6 separate regions of the Mus musculus genome follow, and regions 2, 3, 4, 5 and 6 are each linked to region 1. The links are chromatin contacts, called in public promoter capture Hi-C maps. All regions are on one chromosome and are shown on one strand. Each heading gives the region's core, a stretch centred on a gene start, on an enhancer-like site or on the middle of the called end of the contact. The rest is flanking DNA. Distances are from core to core; before and after follow the strand shown. Region 1 holds the start of Spc25 (SPC25, NDC80 kinetochore complex component, homolog (S. cerevisiae)). Region 2 holds the start of Mettl5 (methyltransferase like 5). Region 3 holds the start of Ssb (Sjogren syndrome antigen B). Region 4 holds the start of Klhl23 (kelch-like 23). Region 5 holds the start of Ccdc173 (coiled-coil domain containing 173). Region 6 holds the start of Ppig (peptidyl-prolyl isomerase G (cyclophilin G)).

Region 1 (3,896 bases), core at 880-3,379:
ACCTACGAGAGCACTGAATACATAACTACACATAAATATATGCAGCAAATAAATATATAAAACAAAATAATCGACCCATTGGCTCCAGCTTTACAGCTTATGTGTGAGAATTCAATAAAAGATACAGACCCAGATTTGAAATATCTGGACATCCATAGAAATGACAGGGAAAGAATTGTGGTAAAAATATGATTGTTAGAATATTAACCAGACCCCAAAGTTCTGAGGAACTCTGTTCCTTGGCTGAAATTTCCAATGTGAAAACAAAAAAAAAATTTTTAAAGGCTGCCCTTTACACATAGGCATACACATATACTAGTTAAATAAAAAGACAGGATACATATAAAATGATGCCGTTCACATAGCATTCAAAAATACTGAAAAAATATTCATAGTTCTAGACGATGCAGATATTCAACTTTAAGCTGGTGATAGGAACATAATCTTTTAAAAATAATTTATTTTTATTTCATGCACATTGGTGTTTTGACAACATGTATCTCTGTGTGAAGGTGTCAGATCCCATAGAACAGGAGTTATAGGCAGTTGTGAGCTGTCATGTGGGTGATAGGAATTGAACCTGGGTCCTCTGGAAGAACAGCCAGAGCTCTTAAACCACTGAGCTAAGCTAGCTCTCCAGCTCCCGCAAACAGAATTTTGATGACTGTCTATGCATGTGTGTGAATGTACGAACACTCACAACACTGTCTTACTTAAGATTTCACGATAAAGACCTTCAATCTAAAAGCTAATCTACACACGATTCACATACGGTTTTTATACTCCAGAATCATCTCAGTCATCCTCTCTTCTTCCTTTAATTTCAAAGACATCTTTTCTGAAAGACAAATTACAAGAGATATTTGAATCCCGCTGAAATAACAGTAAAAAATAAATAAGGTCAGCAAAATCCACAAGTTAGGAGTTAAGGGCTGGCAGTACCTGAAAACGCTTTCATGGAGTCCTTGAAGGCGTCTCTAAGTCCCAGCACTTGACTATGATTATCATCGAGTCTGTTTCTGAACTTATCCCCAAATTCATTGATGCTTTGATTTAAGAGTGCCAATTCGTCTTCACCCATTATGTTTTAAGACACTGCAAAACAGAGCACAAAGCTGTATTTTAGTTGCTATCGACACCAAATAAGCCACATTTTCGAGTTTATGTCTGCAGGTTGACTTTGCTACAGAATGGTTAATAATTGAGCAACTCAGCTAGCATAAAGGCAGACTTTAATTCCAACATTTCCAGCTGGGGGCAGGAGAATCTGAGGTAAAGGTCAGCCAACGTCAGGACCAGTCTGATATACAAGAGACCTTTTCTAAATAAACACAACAGGGTGTGAACTAAACGCCTTTTTTCGCCTTTTGTCCCAGCACTGTCCCAGCACATCGGAGGCAGAGAGGCAGAGAGGCAGAGGAAGGTATTTGAGTTCAAAGATAGCCTGGTCAACATTGGGCCAGAACCTAATAAAATGTAAAATAAGATAAAAATAATCCACTAACAGTCCGGTAGTTAGCAACAGGATGATCCAAGCCAATTTGGGCTTAACTGTGGTGGATGTGCATCAATCTGTTCTGAAGGCATGAAGGGAGGTGGAGGAGAGGAAAGAATATGACCAAAACAAGGTTGCACGAAGCTTTCAAGTCATGTTTTAACAGGACCCCGGTGTCACTCCGCTTCTCCTAAAGGACCTGCTCGCAGGCAACGAGACCGAGACTCGAAGAGGTTGGGGGACAGACAGACCTGCAGGTTTTCTGCATCAGACCCCTGGCCGACTGCTCCGTCCACTCCTCCCCCTGCAGGGCGGAAGAGGGGAGTGTGATCGGGACCGAGCAGCGCCAGGACCCGAACTCCGCGGCTAACAGCGGACGCCCGCATTCCAGGCTCTGCGGACCCACGCCGACATGCCCAGGCCGGCTTCCCTCAGCCCGGGCGTGCGGTCGGCGAAGCCCCACAACCCTTCAAACGGCTCCCGACCTGAGCGGCCAGGAACGCCGCGGTCTCCACCAGACTGGACCTGTCCGGCAGGAACCAGCCCGCCGCTCTTCCGTCTGCTGCTCCCGGGTCTGCTGCTCCTCCAGCGCGCAGTCTTTCAATTTCAAACTCTCCACCGCCTGCTTACCCGCCCTTCAACTCCGTCTTCTGATTGGCTGACAGGGCAGACTCTCCGTGCAAGGATTGGTTGATATCGGCCTGCGGAATTCTCGCGGACAACTATGGAGCAGAGCATTCTGGGATTCGTAGTTCTTTGCTGAGACAGCTTGGGACGCGGTCTATAGTGAAGTAGAAGGGCTTGCCCCAGAATGAAGAAAAAAATGTAAAAATTGAAATTTAACTGCTTTCTTTTATGACATATACTTCCTTCTTCCTTGCACTCGTTTTATTTTGGAAATGACGGAAAATCCTCTTGAACAGACTCCAGTTATGATTGATTAGGCTGAAACATCCTGAAAGTTACCAAACTATTTACCCAAACTTAATGTTTGAATTTCCCAAGCTTTTCTAACATTGATTTATCGTGAGTATTTTACTTATTTAATTTTTATGTTTGAACGTGTTTACAGAAGGGGGCATCGGATCCCCTGGAACAGTTGTGAGCCACTGATAATCAAACTCCTCTCCTCTGCCTGAGGAGCAGACGCCCTGCAACTTTGAGCCATGTCGCCAGTCCTTCAGCTGTTGATTTTAAGACCTACTGGCAAAAACAAGCTCCTGGATCTCGCAGAACTTCAAACTGAATGGGATCAGAACACTGTATACTAAAGTAACCGGTGCTCCCTGAAGAGAGACAGATGGAAGCCACCAAGTTATTAAACATATAATTAAAAATACACATAATTTTAAAAAATAGTAAAGATTTTAAGCTAAGATTTGTTAGAAGACAACTTCACAGATGAAACAGACTTGCTAACTACATCTTTCTTTGTAAAACTGAGAAAGATAGGGAATTGAGAATATGCCCTTTAAAGAAAAGGAACTTGAAGTGTGGTGGCACACGCGTTTAATCCCAGCCCTTGGAAGGCAGAGGCAGGCGGATTTCTGAGTTCGAGGCCAGCCAGGTCTACAGAGTGAGTTCCAGGACAGCCAGGGCTACACAGAGAAACCCTGTCTTGAAAAACCAAAAAAAAAAAAAAAAAAAAAAAAAAAGAAAGAAAAAAGAAAAGAAAGAGAAAACAAGGAACTTGAGATGGTCAATATTAAAAAAAAATTATTGTTATTTTCATCTTTGATTATGATAATTGTTTCTGAAAATAACCCTTTGCTTGTAGACCATACTAATATTTCTTTGATTCCCTTTAAGCATCCAAATGCCAACTATAAGATTAAGCTACCAGATTATGGCTATTTTATCCCCAAGTGGTGCACGCCTTTAATCCCAGCACTCAGGAGGCAGAGGCAGATGGATTTCTGGGTTTGAGGCCAGCCTGGTCTACAGAGTGAGTTCCAGGACAGCCAGGGCTACACAGAGAAACCCTGTCTCAAACCCCCCCCCCCAAAAAAAACAAAACAAAACAAAAAAAGAACTGAAAATCAAGACTATGAAGTCTGGACAAGTTACCATCCTTGACCTTGACCTTGTCATCATCATTCAGCACATCACAGTATACCTGATGCTCAGTGTCTCGCCTGGGGCCATTATTAACAAATTTGGCCATATAGGAGGCAGAAAAGTGCATACCACTCTGCAGACGATCTGGGTTGGGTTCCCAGCACCCAAGTGTCTCCATGGGCACCCACACTCACATGTATGTATGGCTCCCGGACAAACACAATTTTTACTTATTTATTTACTTTATGTGTACAGGTGTTTTGCCTGTGTGCCAATGTGAGTACCTAGAGTCCTTGGCAGTCAGAAGAGGGCATCAGGTCCCCTGGAACTGGAGTTATGAATG
Region 2 (3,896 bases), core at 928-3,427, 680 kb after region 1:
TATGTGGTACACACATATATACACATGCAGGAAAAACACATACACATAAAATAATAAATCTCTCTCTCTCTTTTTTTTTTTTTTTTTTTTGGTTTTTCAAGACAGGATTTCTTTGTATAGCCCTGGCTGTCCTGGAACTCACTTTGTAGACCAGGAGGCTGGCCTCGAACTCAGAAATCCGCCTGCCTCTGCCTCCCGAGTGCTGGGATTAAAGGTGTGCGCCACCACACCCGGTTAATAAATCTCATTTTTAAACCAACTCTGGGATAGTTAATTACTGTTGCAGGTACTTTGAAACTCATGTCGTGCACATTAGAAACTAGGTATGAAAGAACTGATTATGTATGTATGTATTTGTTTGCTTGTTTATTTTGAGACAGTGTCTGGTTATATAACCCTAGTTGGCCTGGCTATATGGTCCAGGCTGGTCTTGAATTCACAATGATCTACCTGCCTCTGCCTCCCAAGTGCAGGAATTAAAGGAATGTTCCAGCATACCTGGCCTCTACTTTTAATCTTTTAAAAATTAGGTTTTGGGGCCGGAGAGATGGCTCAGTGGTTAAGAGCACTGACTGCTCTTAAGGTCCTGAGTTCAATTCCCAGAAACCACATGGTGGCTCACAACCATCCATAACGAGATCTGGCGCCCTCTTCTGGAGTGTCTGAAGACAGCTACAGCATACTTACATACAATAAATAAATAAATCTTTAAAAGAAAATTAGGTTTCATTACAAACCTTACAACCAGAAGCTGTAAAAAGTCACAATGAGAAAACCAGGGACTTGTGTGGTAGTAGCTGGCTCAGTGTGTACTGTACTTACCCAGAAAGCATTAGAACCTGAGCTCATATACCCAGCAGCCATGTAAAAGGTCAGGTGTTCATGATTATAAACCCAGTGCTAGGAACACAGGACAGAAGGATCTCTGAGGCTTGCTGGTCAGCCAGTTTAGGTGAATGGGTAAGCTCTAAATACAGTAAGACCCTGGCTCAAACGTATGGAGAGCAACTGAGAAAAACACCCTATGTTGACCTCTACCCTCCATACACACAAGACACACGAACATACACACGCTAAATACATAGCAGACTAGTCTTAATCTGAACACAGTTCATTGCAAATCTGATTGGTGATATGACACTATTTTAGAATGAAAACCCATGGAGATTACATTGGCAGCTTACACACAGCCATTTTGGAACTGAAAGAGATTCCCTCTTGCAGGTACTCCCAACCAAAAGAACTTTACCAAGTCTTCCCTGCTACTCTGCTAAGGGTGTTACATATGAATGGATTCTGCTCTATTCTCTCCTACATTCTCAGTATCAATCTCTGGCACCAAGCAAGAGGTCATTTGTGAAGAAACGCTTCCTCAACTGTCCACAACCTGAAACTCGATTTCTAGTATTTGTCTCTAGGGCAGAAATACGTAACACGGGAAATACATGTCCTTGACTTCAGTACGAAGTTATCTGTATTAAGCAAATGTTTAATGAGCTCCTAACTAGTACATGACTCTCTAGACACCGAAAAGACTAACAAATTCCTTGCTCCTGAGAATTTACAGTGTGTTGAGAGAAACAAACAAACAAACAAACAAACAAGCTGTCTGATAATGCTAATGGACACTCAGAAAAAACAGTAAAATGAGTGGTTGGGTTCGGAGTGTCTACGCTGCAGTGTCAGAAAACTACTTTGTCTAAAGGTATGGTATGTCTCCAGAACTTCCTTATATCCAAATCGCTACTTATTTTCATCATGAACTGGACAGGATCAAGCCCCAAGAGGGCACGATGAACCAGCCGCCCTACCTGCAATGTGCGGCCTGGTGGGATACTGTTCTAGAAGTAACTTGGGCTTTTCGAATCCATCCACTTCTTGCAGGCGACTCTCTAGTTCCTTAAGCTTTAACTTCTTCATCGTTTTCTCTGTATTTTAAAGTTTGGGCTCCTGGGGCTTCACAGCACGGGAGCTGCAGGGAAGTCTACCTAACCCGAAACTCCCCAGCGGTGCAGGGTGGGGGTGGGGTGGAGGGTCGGGGACAGACTATTTAGGACTCAGCGAGGGGATCCCACGAGCCTCGCGGGGATCGCCGCCCGTGGAACCCAGACGCTCCAGGAAAGCACTCGTATGCCTCTAGCTGGTCCTCGCGGTCCCTCCCCGCAGTGCCGGAAGTACCGACACGCATGCACGCCCTCTGCCGGGCGCCGAGCTGCAACCTCTGCCGGGCTCCCTGGTTCCGACGAGGACCAGAGTGGTTTTTTTGGTCCGCGTGGGCGCCATCGGAAGAAGCGGTCTTCATCGGCGATCACAAACCAGCCTCCACCAAGCCCGGGAACGCCAGCTTTGTCTTGAGTATCTATAGACCTGCAAGGGATGGGGAGAGAGTTGAAGGCAATATGGGACACCAGGCCCGTGTCCACCCACGCCTCAGAAAGTAGCGGTCTACACCCACCTCTGCGTCCTTCTCCAGTCGAATGCTCGGCTTTAATCTTCCCGTCCTCGTTTTCTGAGGCTTCGAGTTTCTTAGCACTTACGGATGTCAGTGAAGCAAGAAGAAACGTCAAAAGAGATTTGAAAAGAAAGAATATTGCCGGCATGGGTAGTGTACATTTTAGTTCCTCATTCAGGAGGATCTCTGTGAGTTTGAGGATGGCCTGGTTTACAAAGTGAGTTCCAGACCAGCCAGGGCTACACAATGAACAGAGAATATGGTTGTGGTGTCAAACGTAGGAAACACTATGAAACTTGTTATTCTGAAAACAGAAGTTGTGGATTGTGGGGAAAAAATGGAAGTAGGCACATAGCAGCAAATTTTAAAAATAATTATAATTATGAAAAGAAGACTTAAGGTGACCAATGCCTAGTAAGCTCGAATGACTTTATTATTGCCATTAATAGTCGTATTTTATTTGAGCCCAGGGCTTTGTGCATGCCTGGCAAGCGACTACTGAACTGCATTCCTAATACCATTGCCACCATCACCATCATCAAGATATAAAGAGACAAGAGCATGTCTAATAATAAAATGTAGAGAATAGAAAGTGTTTAAAACACAGGAGTGGAGGTGATGGTGACTTAACACTTATAAGATATGCTGAAGAGACAATGACAGGTGAATCTCTGTGAGTTCCAAAGCCAGTCTAGTTCATGTAGAGAGTTCTAGACCAGTCAAGACTACATAGACCCTATCTCCCTGTCTTAAAAAAAAAAAAAAAAAAAAAAAAGCAGGCAAGATACAAGATACCCTGAAACCCACAAAGGAGAGAACTGATTCCTGAAGTTTATCTTCCAACCTTCCCCACACAGAAAATAATAAATCAAATAAAAATTTAAAATAAGAAAAAAGTATGTTCTTTTAAAACAAAGAAAAGGTCTTGGCCAGGCCATTAAGATCACGCTGTTCTTCCAGAGGACCTGTCTTCAGTCCATAAGGATGGCTAACAACCATCTCTAACTGCAGTTGTAGGGGATCTGATGTCCTCCTCTGGCCTCTGAAGGCACTGCATGCGTGCGGTGCACAAGCATACATGCAGGCAAACCACAGATACACATTTTAAAAATTCTTAAAGACAAAGAAAATATTGGATGCATTTACAATCTTGTTTGTTTGTTTGTTTGCGTGTTTATATTGAGACAAGGCTTTGCTACAAGTCCATAGCTAGGATGGCCCCAAACTCACAGAGAACTGCCTGCCTCTGCGTCAGTGCTGGGATTAAAGGTATCTACCACCATTCAGGGCACAGCTCCCCAATCTTGAGGGGTCAGGATCCAGTACTTAAATACAAGATTGCCCTCAATAGGATGATTTCTCTTTTTATTATTTTTAAAGGAGTAGAGAGCTGATGAAGTTGAGAATGTATCTAAGATTATTTTCTATGAAAAGTACATTTCAC
Region 3 (3,896 bases), core at 759-3,258, 660 kb after region 1:
TCACTCTCCAAAAAATTATGAAGTTCTCCTTGTTCAATACTGTAGAATCTTCAAATGAATACGCTGAATTCTGATCGTAGAACAATGATGTAGACATACCTGTGAAACTTACCTGGTTACAATAACAGGTAGTATGGGCATGTGTGTAAAACATATATTTTGAAGGTGATAATTCATTTCCTTGAGTTTTGCTAATGGTACCTTTTATTATATTCTCATGAGAATGGTAGAAGGAAATAAGATTTTTTATATTATTTAATATAATTTATACAACATTACATTAATATTTGCAGTATTTGGAGAAAATGGTTATGTGAAACACCTTTTGCTTCTGAGCACCGTGCTTGTGAATTTCACAAACACCAGTAAATGAAAATCAGTTTGTTTTTATCACTATATATTATTTAACTTTTTAATTATTTGGTGGTACACATATAGTCGATTCTAATTTTTCTTTTAATCACATAACTTACTATTATGAACATTTAAGTTATCTAAGTGCTTATTTATTTATTTTATGTGTGTGTCCTGGGAGTATGTATGTGCACTGTAAGCGTGCAGGACCCAACAAAGATGAGAAGAGAGTGTTAGAGTCCCTGGAAATGGATTTATAGTAGGTTGGGAGCATTTACACACATGGTATTTTTCCACTGTCTATCCATGCAGGCAAAACACCCGTACATAAACTTAAATCTTTAAAAAAGGAAAATTTAGCATTTATGTCTCACAGTAAGTAGAAACTTGAAAATTTTTTTATTGAATGTAATTAATCTAAAGTTAAAACTACCTGAGGATAATACTAGTAAATTCTTTTTTCTTTGGCCAAAATGGCATGTATAGTTAACCTATAAATGCATTTCTTCTTCTTCTTCTTCTTCTTCTTCTTCTTCTTCTTCTTCTTCTTCTTCAAATTTTAGAGTTTATCTGTTTGGGAACTTCCAAAATGCTCTGAGATTATGAAGTTATTTTGTGAAAGTAATTTTTATATTCCAGGAACACTGAAGGAAAAAGATGATGTCATAAGGAAATTGCACCTCTAAAACGTTAAAATTGTTATGTAAAAAGTGGCAGTCCTGACTTAAGTGTGAAGTCTCTCAAACTATTCTAAATGTACTTCTTTCCTAGCAAGAGACTTTTTTGTTTTGGTTTGGTTTTTGGTTTTTAGAGACAGGGTTTCTCTGTGCAGTCTTGGCTGTCCTGGAACTCACTTTGTAGACCAGGCTGGCCTCGAACTCAGAAATCCGCCTGCCTCTGCCTCCCAAGTGCTGGGAGCAAGAGACTTTTAAAAAGATTTGTTTGTAATCCCAGCACTAGGGTGGCTGGAGGCAGAAGCATAGTTTGGGATCAGCTTGGGTTACTCATTGAGTCAGACTCCAACATCAAAACAAGCAAAGATAGACAGCAGCAGCAAGAGGGGGAGCAGTAAGAGCCTGGTGATGTAGGTGAAGTCCCAGCACTTTGTACTGAAGCAGGAGTTCGAATCATTGGCCAGTTTGTGCTTCAGAGAGCTAGCCTGTCGGAAACCAAGCAACTGTATGGTTTTTTAATTTTTTTCCAAAACCACAACACCATGCAAGTCAAATACATTGCAAAAGGCCAAGCGTGCTGGCGCACCCCTTTAATAATGCCAGCACTCCCGGAAGAGGTAGGCGAGTGTCTCAGCAGAGGCAGGAGGAGTTTGAGGGTCAGCCTGGTCTACAGAGCAGCGCGAGTTCCTGGATAGCCAGGACTACGCACGGAAACGCTGTCTCAAAAAAAAAAAAAGGAAAAAAGAGACAAAGGGGGAAAAAAAGAAAAACCAAGCGCTACAGAAGAAAGAAGGGAAGGCTCGAACATACTGCCCAGAAACACATTAAAAACAAAGATCTCCACAAAAACACTTCCTGTCAGCCCCTAACATTCTGCTGAGCAATTTAACAATTTCTCGGGCGGGAGGGCGGGACTCCTCCTCCGAGGATTGTGGGAGGCTGCGGTAACGGCGCGTGCGTGGAAAGCAGAGCCGGGCCACTGCGTCCGCGGCCACGCCCACCTGTCCGCAAGGGCTGCCGGGAAAGCCCCCATCTTTAAGCGCGTTTGGCTGGCCCGCCGGCGCTCGGAAGTCCAGGCGCTTCTGTCGTTGTTCTTGAAGCTGTGGTGACCGTGGGATCCGAATCTTTGAGGTGAGCTTCTTGGAAACTGAGGAGAAGGTACGAAGGGCTGTGCTATGCGCAGGCCTCACCTTCCTCTCCGCGCCGCCGCGTGGGCCGCGCGGCCCGTGGCCGTGTGCTGGACCGCGGCCCGAGGGGGCGCGGGCCTCGGCGAGGCCACGGAGCGGGCCCCGGCCAGAGATGCGGGCGCCTGGGGCTTTCCACGTGGCAGGGATCCCGGCGGGCCGGTGTGGGAGGATGCGGCTCTCGCGGGGCCTTTAGGCAGAGGCTCGCCGCATCCTCACGGCGTCCTTTCGGTTTGTTCCTTGCACCCCTTTCCTGACTGGCCAGAGGCGGATGTTTCGGACCATTTAAGTCTTTAGGGTGGTCGGTGCGGGTTAAACGCGACAGGGTTCTGTGGGGACTGACTGGAGGCCGAAGAAGTGGGGGCCGCTATTGGGTTCCCAGCGTCGCTATCTTTTTTTTTTTTTTTTTTTCCTTCAAAGAACTGCCATTGCCATTCTGTCTTCAGTGTGAAACAGTCCCTAAATTGGGTAGGCCGCAGAAGTCTTGCAGGGGCTAACTAGGTCGTTATTGACCTGTGTCTCTGTAGTAATGAGAAGTGAGATTGTTGGTAGTGGGAGACAAACCAGCGCCTGTAACAGTAAATTCTGAAGTGGGACGTGTACTTCGTAGATTTCCCATTACAGGACCAGTGTATCGCCAGCAGTCTCCAGCATTTTGAGCAATGTCTCAAGAAATATACCAACAGTAACTCATAACTATATTCAGCTGCTGCAGATAAACTCTTCAAGAGCTGGTATACTTCCGTACAATATGGTAGGGTGGTTTAGTAAGGCGCTGAAAGCCAGTAAGACAGAAGATCCGGTTTGTGATTTCTAGCAAACCAGTATCACAGTCCCTCTTTATTCTAGGATTGTTGTCAGACCGTGAAACAGGAAAGTGGCTATAGAGTTAACCAGTGTAGTAGTGTTTTAGGCACATCCTTACCTTCCAGCGTCCCTAGTTTAAAATTTTTTGTATCTGTGCTCACAAGGTCCCATTTTTCTTGTATTCTCCTATATAGTGTCTAACACCGTAACTTTCATATCTGAACTCTATTTTCATTTTTACCAGTAATAAGTTTTGGTAAGTCAGCTGTGACTAATTTGAAAAGAAACGCAAATAATTGGCATTGAGGGCTATAGGAATATACTGCTGGCAGACTATAATACTGATATTTTTAAAGCTAGAAATGATTCAGGGGTAGTTAAGTGGACATTTTCTGCTTTTTTGTTTTTATCGCTGAACTTTGCTTTACCAACTACATGAAGAGTTTGGTTACAAAGTAGGATTTACTGGGAGGAGGGGTTGTTGATCTGAGTTTTCCATCCATAATCCAAGGTGTTGCTTTGTTGAGATGTATGAGAATTCATAGGGAAACCTGTAAGGTTAGGAATTCTTGAAATTAAAAAAAAAGTGGCATACTTTTTACTCATTCTCTTGTATTGACTATTATATAAAAATAATAACCTTCCTACCAGTGTGAGAAACTTTACAGATAGCCACAATGGCTGAAAATGGAGATAATGAAAAAATGACTGCTTTGGAGGCCAAAATCTGTCATCAAATTGAGGTATGATTCTTGTGTTGTTAAATTGTAACTTAAGATGAAAACAGAACATCTAATAGCGATATGTGGGCTTTTCAAACAACTGGCTTAGCTTTGATTCTTGGAGTTAATATGAATGTATTCATATTAGGGCAAAG
Region 4 (3,896 bases), core at 673-3,172, 620 kb after region 1:
CTGCTCCTTAGGAACTGCCTATCCTGGTTTTGAACCAGTGTCTCTCCCTGGGGCTATAGCTGATGGACTGGGTCAGACTGGCTTGTCAGTAAGCCCTGGGGATCCATTTTTTTTTCTGCATTCTGAGTGTGGGATTACAAGCACATGTCACCCTGCTTTTTATGTGCATTGTGGGAGCTCAACTCATGTCCTCATGTTTGTGAGGTAAGCACCTTAGCCATTGGTCTTTATCCCTAGCCTCAGGAAACATGTTTTTAAGCAGAACTAGGAATCACTATAAGCAAATATTTTGTTTTGCGACAGGGCCTTACCATTTTCAGTGGGGCAGTCTCAAACTCGGGATCTTCCTGCCTCAGCCTACTCTGCTAAGATTAGAGGATTGTGACAGCACCAACAGCTTGGAAGCAAAAGTTCTAATTGGTTCCTATAATAATCTGAAAAAAGTCTGCACAAATGACAATACAGTGAACCTCTCTATCAAGAGTCATTGATCATATACTGTTATACGTATGTTTCTACCCCATATACATATATATTATGCATATATTGATCATATTTTTGAGATTCTATAAGTTAGTATAGAGCCTACAATATATATTTTCTTACGACTTCTTTCTGTATGTTGGAGAGGTGGTTCAGAGGCTCAGAGCACTTGTTGCAATTGCAAAGGACCAGGATTTGGGCCCCAGAATTTACATAGCAGCTTACAGTCATTGTGACTCTGGTTCTAGGGGATCCAATGGTATCGCTCTTCTGGTCTCTGCAGGCTCTTCACACATTACAGACACACATGTTGCAAGCGCGATTTCGATCACACACACATGCACACAATACATTTTAAAAATTATTTCTGTGTGTGTGTGCTTGTGTGTGTGTGTGTGTGTGTGTGTGTGCGCACGCGTGTGTGTCTAGTAGTTTGCTCTAGGCTGTATGTTAAGTGGCAAGTGGCAGAGTAAACTTTAGCCCCCCAATCGAAGACTCTTTTGCTTTCTTGCTGTGGTATTAAATTGTTGACCAGACTCTAAGATATAAACCATATCATGTTTTTGTTTGTTTTGTTTTTGTTGGTTGTTTGTTTGTTTTAGGTTGTTTTCTAAGAATCACTTGGTGCTCTTGGACAGAATGAAGATTTCTGAAATCTGGGGTGAGGGTTGTGAAGTTCTACACAACACTCCCCCGGGATCAACACTAAGATGTGGAATTAAATTAAACCCACTCAAAGAAGAACAAGCATGTTACTTGTTCAGAGCTTGCTTGGCAAGAAGGCCAATCACCATCACTCGTCCTTCCCAGAGGCTCAAAGCAGGGACATGAGAAGCGTGGATAAAAATAGAAGAAAAAGAAGAGGAAAAAGCAAGGGGGAGGGGAGAGTAGTAGCCTCCACCTCTGCTACCCCAGATATCTGATTGGAGGCTATTGGCTGGGAAAGCCGGGGGTGGGCTACAAACAGAGTGATCGTTTTTTGGCATATTTATACTTCCCTGGTTGGTCCTGAAGAGGAAGTGGGGGTAGAAACCCAAGTTGGCTTCCTGGTTGTTCTGGTGCAATTTCAACACAGGTTGTGGCTTGGCTTTCGGCGCTTAGGAGTTTCAGCGTTCTCCCATCATGTAAGGTATGGCCATTACGTATCTGTCTACTTACTCTTTTCTTTTCAACACTACTTTAAGAACAACCTTAGCTCTCCGGTCCTGGTTTGCCGCGACCTCCTTCCAGTAAGCTCCCTGACAGCCATGGACCATCTTTCAAACCTAATTACCTTTTCCCGGACTTTATGAGGTGCTCGGAAGTTATTCAAAATCTTGCGGCTAAAAACATTTGATACTAGCTTTTGTTGCAATAAGAAAGTGGACTTTCTGGTGTGGCACAATGGACATCACCAGAAGGCTGGAGCTTGCCCCTTTTAGCTGCTTGTGTTCTACAACAGTAACTCGAGAATCTTAGGTGCCTGGATTCAGCCTTGACCTAGGCTACCCCCACTTTCCCTGGAAGCTTCCAGGTTAACTCCTAGTGTGCTTAAGCAGCCCCAAAGCTCCTTCCTGCGCGCTCTGCTGGAGGCAGCATGGAGTTTATGGGAAAGCAGCTACTTGTGGCATTTGAAGGCAGCCCTAATAGAAGACCGTAGTTTCGCCTTCTTCTCTCGGCACTTTCTCTCTCCCCGCACGCCAAGGGCCAGGGCCGGCAAGAGGACAGAGAAGGTAAGGGTACACACTCCCCTCCGGCGTTGGCTGGGGACTCCGGCTTTCTCCTAGCAGGCAGTGCGATGGGCGTGCGCGCGCGAGAGGAGCGGGGCTGACCGTGGACGCGGCCCACCTGCTGCGGGAGCCCACGCTGCGGCGCCCGGGCTGCGGGGGGCTGCGGGCGGAGGCGGGAAGCCGCGGGCCACCGAAGCCGGAGCGGCTCGTGGGCTGGAGCTGCGCTAGCAGGCGGCCTCCGCCGCGCCCCGCCGCGCGCTACCAAAGATGGTCAGAGGGTCGGGAGGCGCCCCCGCCCCCGCCCCCGCCGGCCGCTAGTCCGGAGTCTGCGTTCCGCGCCGCCAGCGAGGTAGGTCGGAGCCCGGCGGCCCGGGGCCGGCCAGAGAGGCGAACGGGCAGCGCGGGAGACGAGGCCCCGCCACCCCCAGCCCACGCGCGCCGGGGCGCAGACAATGGCCGTGCGGTGCGGGCCCAGTGGCGAGGGCGGGCGCGTGGGTGCCGCGGGGCCGTCCACACCTGCGCACCCGGCCGGGCAGAGGCCGCGGGCATCGGCCAACGGCGGCGCGCGACGCCCGGGAGCCGAACCCCCGCGCCGGGCCCCGGGGCGGGGCGCTCTCCCGGCGGGAACGCCGGCCGGGCCCAGGCGCTAGCGCGGGCTGCAGAAGCTAGCTCGGGCCCGGCCGCTCTTGTGCTGTCAGCAAGCTGCAGAGCGCAGGGATCCCTTTTCTGAGATTCTCTCCATCTTGGTGGCATCTCAGTGTGAATTGAAATCGAGGGGGGAGGGGGAGAACCAACAACGGCGAATTGGGGCCGGGCTGCGGCGGGGTGACCCCCTCGGACACTTGGCCTGGGGACTCTCAGGAACTGCCAGACTGGGACAGTGCAGATACTGGGTGGCTGGGGGTAGTAAGCTAGGATCTCTCAACAAATGGATAACTGGAAAAAAAAAATCCTCATTTAGTTAATCTGATTTTAAATAGACCATCGTATAAATAGTTCAGCGCATTTTGCATATGGTGTTTGGGCATCTGATTTTAGTCTAGTTTTGGAATATGCCTGATGCCATCCATGTCTGGTGATCGGAATTTTTAACATTAATTATTAGAGTTAATACACAAAGCTGAAAACGTGTTTGTATTTTTTGCAGCATGGCTCTAAAAGGACAAGAAGATTACATTTTTCATTTCAAGGATTCGTCGCATCCAGTGGATTTTCTGGATGCATTCAGAACGTTTTACATGGATGGACTATTTACTGATATTACCCTTCAGTGTCCTTCAGGCATAATCTTCCATTGTCACCGAGCTGTTTTAGCTGCCTGCAGCAATTATTTTAAGGCAATGTTCACAGCTGACATGAAAGAAAAATTTAAAAGTAAAATAAAACTGTCGGGCATCCACCATGATATTTTGGAAGGCCTTGTAAATTATGCATATACTTCTCAAATTGAAATTACTAAGAGAAATGTACAGAGCCTTCTTGAAGCAGCGGATCTGCTGCAGTTTCTTTCTGTAAAGAAGGCGTGTGAGCAGTTTCTGGTCAGGCACCTGGACATTGATAACTGTATCGGGATGCACTCTTTTGCAGAATTCCATGTGTGCTCAGAACTAGAGAAGGAATCCCGCAGGATCCTCTGCTCCAGGTTTAAGGAAGTTTGGCAGCAAGAAGAATTTCTGGAAATCAGCCTTGAAAAGTTTCTCTTTA
Region 5 (3,896 bases), core at 946-3,445, 580 kb after region 1:
ACTCAGCGTGTGGGATTATGGTGATCTGCTGGAGATCCACCTTGCTAGGTAGGAGGGGTGGATAGGGAATCTCTTCTTTTTCAAAGCAATCCATTCCTAATGCATTAAGAAACATAATTTTTAAATACTTTTCAGGAAGAGTTCACCTGACTTTTTTTTCCAGAAATTTCTGGAGTATAGTAGTATCTGAAAATTGCCTCAAATGTGTAACTTAAGATTGGCTGAGGGAGATAATACGAGACTTTATGAAATCAGAGTGAAGTGATCAAATCTTTGGTGATTTCCTTCATTTGTAAACTTGGGCAAGACATTGAACTTTGTGGGATCTTGGTGGAAAAACTCCTGATCAAGAGAGTGAGGTCTACGGCCTGGGTGGAGATCAAACATGCTGGTGGGGTTGGGATTCAATCACGTTTTCTCAGGGTCCATCCTAGAACTCCTCGAGTCATGCTAATGAGATAGGCAGAATTAGCTCTTTTATAAGACCCATTTCATTAAATTTGATAAGTATATGCCTCCAAAGCCATCATTACAGTTCAGATAACGGCCACAGGACACCAACAGTCCCCACACCCATTTACTGCTTGCCATCCCTCCTTAGGCTCTACTAGGCCACCACTCATCTACTACTTTTATTATAGATTTTACTCAAAAGAATTACTTTGAGATTCATTCATGTTGTCATATACGTGATTTTATTGCTTTATGCTCTTTCCCAGAATCCCTGCCCCAATGCAGAACCTTATGGGGCACAGCCATGTAACATGTTAACATGTTAACATGTAACATGTTAAGTCTCTTCACTCTTCTGAACTGATCAGAGGAGTGTATTCTCCTTTTCTTCTCTCTCCTTAGCATGCTTTCCTTAACACTGTGAGCTTTCCCCAGCGTTTCAGACTGCACGCTTCCTCTAAAGCAGCAGTTTCTCAGTCTGTGCATCTCAGCACCTTTGGGGGTCGAATGAGGGTCGCCTAAGACCACTGGGAAACACAGATATTTAATAATAATAATTTAAGCATAATTCATACAATTATAATCATGAAGTAGCACAGAAAATAATTTTATGGTGCGGGTCGCCACAACATAAGGAACTGTATGTAATAAAGGGTCACAGCACTAGGGAGATTGAGAACCACTGTTCGAAAGCATCTCTCCTCAATACACAGCAGTTTTTCCAAGTGGAGCAATTCAGAAAGAGGCTGAGAGAAGCCAGTTTGAATCAGTCAGCTTGCAGAGGAGTTTGGGCCAGAACACCTGTGTTGAACCATCGAGGCCAGAGTTCAGAAAGAACTAGAAAGGGTGAGCTTATTCAGCAGTAAGCCTCCAAGACAACAGTTACATCTGGTGAATAAAAATTACTTTTACAATGTCCTTGTGTATGAATCAAATTTCCTAATGTTCCCACTGACCAGATTGTGTCTATCCTAGGGTGCAGGGTGGGGGTAGGGTGCTATTGCTACAGAACTCAAGCAAAACGTGAAGATAGTTCAAATTTCCAAGAATCTATTAGTTACCATGACAACAATTAAACTTGTGGAAAGACTTTGTTTTTAGAAGTCCTACTTGCTCACATCTTTGAAAAAAAATCAAATCTTAGGTCACTTTAATTGGTCACTTTAATTACCTCATTATCATTTTTTTTTTTTTTTTTACATTATCAAAGCATTTGACTAGGGGAGAATTTTAACTTTAGCGTGGAAAGAACTGAGGTTTTTCCGTGAGCTTTAGAAAAGATTACTCAGCAGGTCTGCAACATTATAAAGATTTTGATAGGTCAATAACATTTCCAAACGGCATTCCAAAATTTATTCAACGAATTACAAAGCTTAAGTGCCCCGAGTGTCTGACGAGTTACAGCTGGGGTAAGGCTCTAACTGCTGCCTTTTCTACCCCTATTCTACTCCTAGTCTATTCTTTCTACTGCTACGCTCCCCTAGTCCTCTTTCCTTTTTCCACTCATTCACCTGAAGGCCAACCTGCCTAACTTCCAAGGATGCTTGCTGGGACTGCTTTCGACTTGGTTAAAGCCCATTTCAAAAGGCAACCGAAGCCCTCACTTTGTCACCCTATGCTGGGGTTCTAGAAACAACAACCCCAGCTCCGGCACGGGCCAAGGCAGCTCACCTTGGCTTTCCTTCGCCTGCCCGGAGCGCCGTCCAAAGCGCACCTGCATCTTTAACAAAGCTGATCCCGCGAGTCCAGAGCAGGTGATACTACTTCCAAGCTGAAGTCAGCTACTGAGCGATAACTAAACCATTTGGTTGTTTAGCAACCACGCCGGAAGTGACGTCAGTCTCCAATCCAGGAACCAGGAAGGAGCCCTGTCCGCGGCTGAACCGAGGCCCGAAGCCCGGGTGTGCGCGTGCGCAGTGCAGAGCAGTGGGCGAGCCGGCGCTAGCAGTTCACCGGCTGCGTAAGGCACGAGAACCAACCGGCCGACGCTGGTGCTGATGCTGGCGGCCCGCTGCGACCCAGGCCTGGGTCAGTGAGGAGCCCTCGGTCCCGCTCGGCCGCTGCCGCTTTTCTCACTCGCTGCGCTAGTTTGGAACCGGCCGGTGTGCGAGTCGAGGCCCAGGCTGGGTGCGAGCTTCTACTCTGCGCCCCGCTGGCTGAGGTGAAGGACAGCCCTTTGACCACCGAGCCACAAGGATTAAAGGACAGAAAAGGTGTTTTTAAATGATTTGATTTATGAGGCATAGTCAGGACTATATGAGACCCTGTCAGTTGTTACGTAGGACTATTAAAACTTGAATGTTGTCCCCAGAACATTCGCGTTGATACCTTTAACATACATTAAACTGCTTGGTAAATAACTTGTAATTAGTGTACTTCGGGAACCAGTCAGTCTCTAATGACACAAAAAGTGGACTGGCACTTGATCTCAGCAGAGGCTCTCCTGACATATCGCTGTACAGCTGATTTCATTACTAAATTAAAGGAAGTGCGACTTTCAATAATGAACGTTCTAATGCATAGTTGTGCTATCTCTCCTCAGGTTTTCTATCAGAGATGTTCCACTGTAATAATGCTGGTAAGTATGGAAGGATTAATAAAAATTTCTGGAGACGGAACTTTTGTGTACTTGTGCTAAGCGAGTTGAAAGCTCCGCAGGGCTGGAAAGGTCAGGGATTGAACTGTCTTTGTAGGCCAACAGCCGCTTGCATAGTTTGTGAGGGAGCACGACGCCTAGCGAGAGATCGGTGAATTACACAGTGCTAGCTGCATCCCCAGCAAATTGTACCTTTCTCTTCCTAAGGCCCTCTTCCCACAAGATAACGCAGAGTGAGCAGGAAGTTCCTTCACGGGACAGAAACTCTGAGCTGAGGGACCTCACCACAAGGGACAACACAGGTGCCCTTTAACCTGTTCACTCTAGAGTTATCCTTGAAGCAACTGGGGCAGAGTATATAACTTAGAAGGCAGAAGCTGTGTAGACCACGTCTCTCAGTGAAAATTATCAGGAGTTTTACCAAATTAGTTACAAGTATTGAACCTCATAAAATATCTCAGTAACGTTCTCATATGGTCTTATATTTCAAATAGGGTCTCATATTTGACTTGAAACTCCCGATTGCAAGTGCCTTTTCCATACAAGTTGGTCTAGAACTAGTTTTTTTTTTTTGGGGGGGGGGTTGGGTTTTTTTTTTGTTGTTGTTGTTTTTTTTTTTTTTTTTTTTTTGTCTCGAAGCTCTTTTGCACCCTAATTGGAAACAGAATTTAAATGACTATTGAGATATTTTAAAAACAAAATCAGAAACAAACAAACAAAAACCCACAAATGACAATTAAACCACTCATTAAGATCTGGCCACTGTCCATAAACCATTTTATGCGTGCTATACTTAGTTATGTGTATGTTTGTATATGTGTTTGTGTGAGAGTAAGTGCACATGATT
Region 6 (3,896 bases), core at 758-3,257, 520 kb after region 1:
CTGTTCGGCTCATCTAACAAGAGAGAGGGTTCCTGAGAGCTTCAAAGCTTTCTTGTTTATTTATGCCCATCCCCAGGCAGGGCTTCTCTGTGTAGCCCTGGCTGTCCAGAAACTCAACTCTGTAGACCAGACTGCCCTCAACTTCATAGAGATCTGCCTGCCTCTGCTGGGATTAGAAGTGTGCACAACCATTTCCTAGCAATGTTTGCAATTTTTAAAAGATATATCTGTTCATTTCTCTGTATATGTCTATGTCCATGCATGTGAGCTTGAACATGTGTATTCAAATGCATGTGCATTGCCGTCAGAGAGGACACTGTGTGGCCTTGTCTATTGTTCTCTATCTAATCATTTTGAGTCAAGTTTTCTCCCCAAATCTGGGATGTTCTCAGCTAGGCTGGAAGCCAGAGAGTCTTGGGACCTATCTCTATTCACTTTTTTTGAGCTGGGATTACAGGTTTGCACACGAAGCCTCTCTTATTATGTGGGTGTACGGATCTGAATTCTGGGCCTCGCAGTTGCACAGCAAGAGCTCCAATTTGCTATGTCTCCAGCCCGAGTTCCTGAAACTTGCTTGTGAGTTTTGGGAGTTTCATCCTGATTTCCCTCCAGGAGGAAACATTTCTGTCCAGATGAAATAACTGTACAACACTCTGCCTTACTTCAATCTTCTAAATTCTGTGTAGGTCTCTGTAGCCTCAATCTTAGAGATCCGACTACCTCTGCCTCCTAAGTGCTGGGATCAAAGATGTCCACCGCCACTGTGTGGCATCCTAGATTTAATTTTTACAATGGAATTCCTTTTTGTTTGTTTCTGGCTTTAAAAGATCGATTTCTCTCACAAATTAAGATCTTAGGTGAATGAGCCCGATAGGAGGCATTTCTGCTCCATGTAGTTATTCTGGGATCTAAATTCCTTCCATTATGTTATTCTAATGCCTGCCAGTTCCTTGTTTGTGGATGATTAGAATATATTGGCAAATGAAGAAAATAAGAGGCAATGTCTTAAAGCCTAGAGCAGCATGCCACTTTGTCTCAAATTTCATCCTCGAAAATTAAATCACATGGCCAAGGGCTGGCGAGATGGCTCAGCCATTAGGAGCACTTGTGGCTCTTGAAGGAAGACCCATATTGAGTGTCTCGTAATGCTTTTAACTCCAGTTTGGGGACGGGGAGGATCTGACACCCTGTTCTGACCTCTGCAAGCAGTTATAGATATACAGTGCATATACACACAGGCACAAATACAACCATATTAAAATAGGACCAGGCATTTGGGATAAGAGGCAGAGGCAGGGTAATCTCTTAAAGAGTTTGATGTCAGCCTGATCTACGTAGAGAGCTCCAAGGCAGCCAAGGTATATAGTAAGACCCGGTCTCAATAAAATGTTAATCCCCGACTACTGGGATTAAAGGCATGCGCTACCACGTCCCGAAAGTAGCTCATCTTTGTTACTAGCTTTTGAGCGTTTGCTGAAGGTTCCTTGGAGGCAGAACGTCTCTCTAAATACCTCGACAGAGGATGTCACTGTTTATAAAGTGATGCGCATCATTTCGGGAGCGCTGTGACATTCTGACGGATCCACACCGATCCAATCAACTCTCAGAAACCATCAAGCGACCCGTCGGGAACGTATTTTAAAAGGCAGAAGAGACCCTACAAGCTCAAGGAGAAGATGCTGACGTCAGCCCGGGAACGCCGGGAGTCGCCGGCACCCATCCCTGACGTACTTCCGGCGCGACACCTTCCCTCCACGCCTGGCCTGGGCTGTGGGGGAGGGAGGCGGTTAGTGGGCTTTAGCGCCTTTCCTGACGGCGGTAGATTTGAAGCGCTTTCCAGGACCGGGCCGGGAGACGAGAAGCCCGCGGCGGGGCAGGTGAGGGATGCGAGAGCGTCTGTCGGCGCGGCGGCGTCTTCTGCGGGCCTTGGGGACGAGAGCGGGAAGGGCTCAGGGCGAGGGGCGGAGCCGCGGCGGGCCTCTGGGCCGAGGTAACCGTCTTTCCGTCGAGGTCTCTGGGCTGCTCGGGCTCGGAGGGGTGGCCCCGGGGACCGCGGCGCGGCCTGGGGCCCCGTGGTGGCCCGGCGGCTTGCAGCCGAGCCCCGGGGCGAAGGAAGCGGCTCTTCCTCTCCAGCCCCCGCCCTCCCGGCTCGGGCGCACACCTCCTCCCTGACGCATTTTGCCGCACAAGCTGTAATATGGCGGCAGCGACGGCAGCCTCGGCTCCCGGGAGCTAGGTTCGTTTTGGAGGCTTCAGAACCGGGAGACGGAGCGCTGCGGCGTGGTAGGTGGGACCTCTGGTTAGGGAAGGGGGAGGCGCAGCGCGAGGGCCTGTCAGGTTAGGGTTAGGGAGGGACGGGCGCAGAGCCAGGATCCCCGGGAATAAAATCGACCGCGGGCTCCGGTCCTCCCGACCTTTTCCTCCCGTAGGACAGCGGCTGGCGTGCATGCCTCAGTGACACAGGCCCTTGGTGTTAGGGACACTCCTAAAACTCAAATGCGAGATGTTAACCTCAGGGCCTTAGAAGTTTTCTCATGTTCCTGAGCGACTGGAAGCGGCCGGGCCTTTGGGGGAGGAGGATTCTGTTGAGGAGAAGATGGTTTCTGAACCCCGTTCGCCTTTAGGAGAAACGAACTGATTTTTTCCGTGTTTCCTCTTGATGTCGAACAAAGTCAACCGTAGCGGGCATCCGTTGTCTAATTGTTTTGGAAAACCTTATGGAAGCACCACCCTGTGCACTCAGTTTGATTTCTTAGCACGAATACATTACTTGCGCTAAGTAAAGATTAAGTAAAGACTCTCTTTGTTTGTTTGTTTTTGATCACCAGAACATTTAAGAAATAATACAGTGTTTTGAAAATTTGGAAGGTCCATATTAACTTTCAGAAGCTAAATCCAGAAAGGATAAGATTTGTGTTAGTGTCATTCCCATTGTATAAAGAATATGATGACTAGTAATTGCTATTTTGTAACAGATACTGGACAGTTCGAGGAAACCTTTTTTATAAGTTTTAAAAGATAGCCATAAGAGGAACTGCACAGATACTTAGAAAGGCTGCTTCTAACTTACCTAAAAGTGTAACTCCTGATTTGGTGTCACAATGTCTATAATCCCGGGCTGAAGAGAAAGGGTCACCAATCAAGGCCAGCCTGAACAACTTGATGAGACAAACAAAAACACCTTAGGGACCCCACTCTTTAATTTTAATAATGTGGAGTGTTATTAGTCATGTAATAGTTTACATTTCTCTCTGTTTAAAAGAAGCTAGTTGCTTAACAGTTTCTTTAAGCTTTATTAAATTGATTGGGTTGTTCTGCTCACTCCCTAAGTAGGTTGGTGTGTGTGTATGTATGTGTGTGTGTGTGTGTATATATATATATCAAAAATTGTATTTTTTATTTCTGTAGGCCAAAATTTGGACCTTGAGATGTGCAGGCAGTACTTCAAATATTCAGAGAAGACTGCTATAATTGGACCTTTGACTTTTACTGACAAGGCGCATTTTTTGCTTTGTTTGAGGTCTTTGGCATTTTTAGGGCAAGCACCACTGAGCTGTATTCCTAACCATTGGTCTCCACATTTGTTTGTGTGCATAGATTCAAGACTTCACAACTGAGGGCAAGTGCTAGATCACTGGACCACAAACTAACTCCTAAGTTTTCAGAATACCTGTTAGGTGGTGTTTTTCTACCAGCTCATTTTTTGCATACCAGTAGTTTGTGTATATCAAAAACATTAAAGAAAATGGTTCTATTTGGAAGAGCATAGGTGACTTTTCCTGACAACTCAAAATGTTAGCTTGTTTTACTTAATTCATCAGCAGTGTATACATTTGTAAATGTATGCAAATGTTACTAATTAGTTAATTTTCATTTCTTATTTGATCCATGTGCAT

The links. Promoter capture Hi-C pulls out the DNA fragments that hold promoters and counts their contacts.
Region 2: a promoter capture Hi-C map of liver shows a contact between it and region 1, with 2.0 times the contacts expected there. The contact joins the promoter of Mettl5 here to the promoter of Spc25 in region 1. A contact is called at or near these places in 4 of 39 promoter capture datasets (cranial neural crest, liver and pre-B cells).
Region 3: a promoter capture Hi-C map of pre-B cells shows a contact between it and region 1, with 4 times the contacts expected there. The contact joins the promoter of Ssb here to the promoter of Spc25 in region 1. A contact is called at or near these places in 1 of 39 promoter capture datasets (pre-B cells) and 1 of 9 other capture datasets (liver).
Region 4: a contact with region 1 is called in a promoter capture Hi-C map of liver, with 2.6 times the contacts expected there. The contact joins the promoter of Klhl23 here to the promoter of Spc25 in region 1. A contact is called at or near these places in 2 of 39 promoter capture datasets (both in liver) and 1 of 9 other capture datasets (pancreatic islet).
Region 5: a contact with region 1 is called in a promoter capture Hi-C map of pre-B cells, with 3 times the contacts expected there. The contact joins the promoter of Ccdc173 here to the promoter of Spc25 in region 1. A contact is called at or near these places in 4 of 39 promoter capture datasets (the 3T3-L1 cell line, liver and pre-B cells) and 1 of 484 Hi-C or Micro-C datasets (embryonic stem cells).
Region 6: a contact with region 1 is called in a promoter capture Hi-C map of erythroid cells, with 11 times the contacts expected there. The contact joins the promoter of Ppig here to the promoter of Spc25 in region 1. A contact is called at or near these places in 10 of 39 promoter capture datasets (the 3T3-L1 cell line, 3T3-L1-derived adipocytes, cranial neural crest and 6 more) and 5 of 484 Hi-C or Micro-C datasets (embryonic stem cells, erythroblasts, neutrophils and 2 more).

What each region holds. Positions count from the first base shown.
Region 1 is chr2:69,204,084-69,207,979 of GRCm38.p6, forward strand. Spc25 (SPC25, NDC80 kinetochore complex component, homolog (S. cerevisiae)) reads right to left here and starts at 2,130. Exons shown (of 7, transcript NM_001199124.2): 1 at 1,981-2,130; 2 at 943-1,095; 3 at 773-838. The coding sequence starts at 1,081.
Region 2 is chr2:69,883,438-69,887,333 of GRCm38.p6, forward strand. It overlaps Mettl5 (methyltransferase like 5), which reads right to left and starts at 2,178. Exons shown (of 7, transcript NM_029280.4): 1 at 1,812-2,178. The coding sequence starts at 1,920.
Region 3 is chr2:69,859,554-69,863,449 of GRCm38.p6, forward strand. Ssb (Sjogren syndrome antigen B) reads left to right here and starts at 2,009. Exons shown (of 12, transcript NM_001110145.1): 1 at 2,009-2,159; 2 at 3,671-3,762. The coding sequence starts at 3,697.
Region 4 is chr2:69,820,448-69,824,343 of GRCm38.p6, forward strand. It overlaps Klhl23 (kelch-like 23), which reads left to right and starts at 1,923. Exons shown (of 4, transcript NM_177784.4): 1 at 1,923-2,195; 2 at 3,340-3,896. The coding sequence starts at 3,341.
Region 5 is chr2:69,787,291-69,791,186 of GRCm38.p6, forward strand. Ccdc173 (coiled-coil domain containing 173) reads right to left here and starts at 2,196. Exons shown (of 9, transcript NM_001077684.1): 1 at 2,125-2,196; 2 at 1-96. The coding sequence starts at 2,173. It overlaps Phospho2 (phosphatase, orphan 2), which reads left to right and starts at 2,447. Exons shown (of 4, transcript NM_028521.2): 1 at 2,447-2,666; 2 at 2,996-3,031.
Region 6 is chr2:69,721,081-69,724,976 of GRCm38.p6, forward strand. It overlaps Ppig (peptidyl-prolyl isomerase G (cyclophilin G)), which reads left to right and starts at 2,008. Exons shown (of 14, transcript NM_001081086.1): 1 at 2,008-2,283.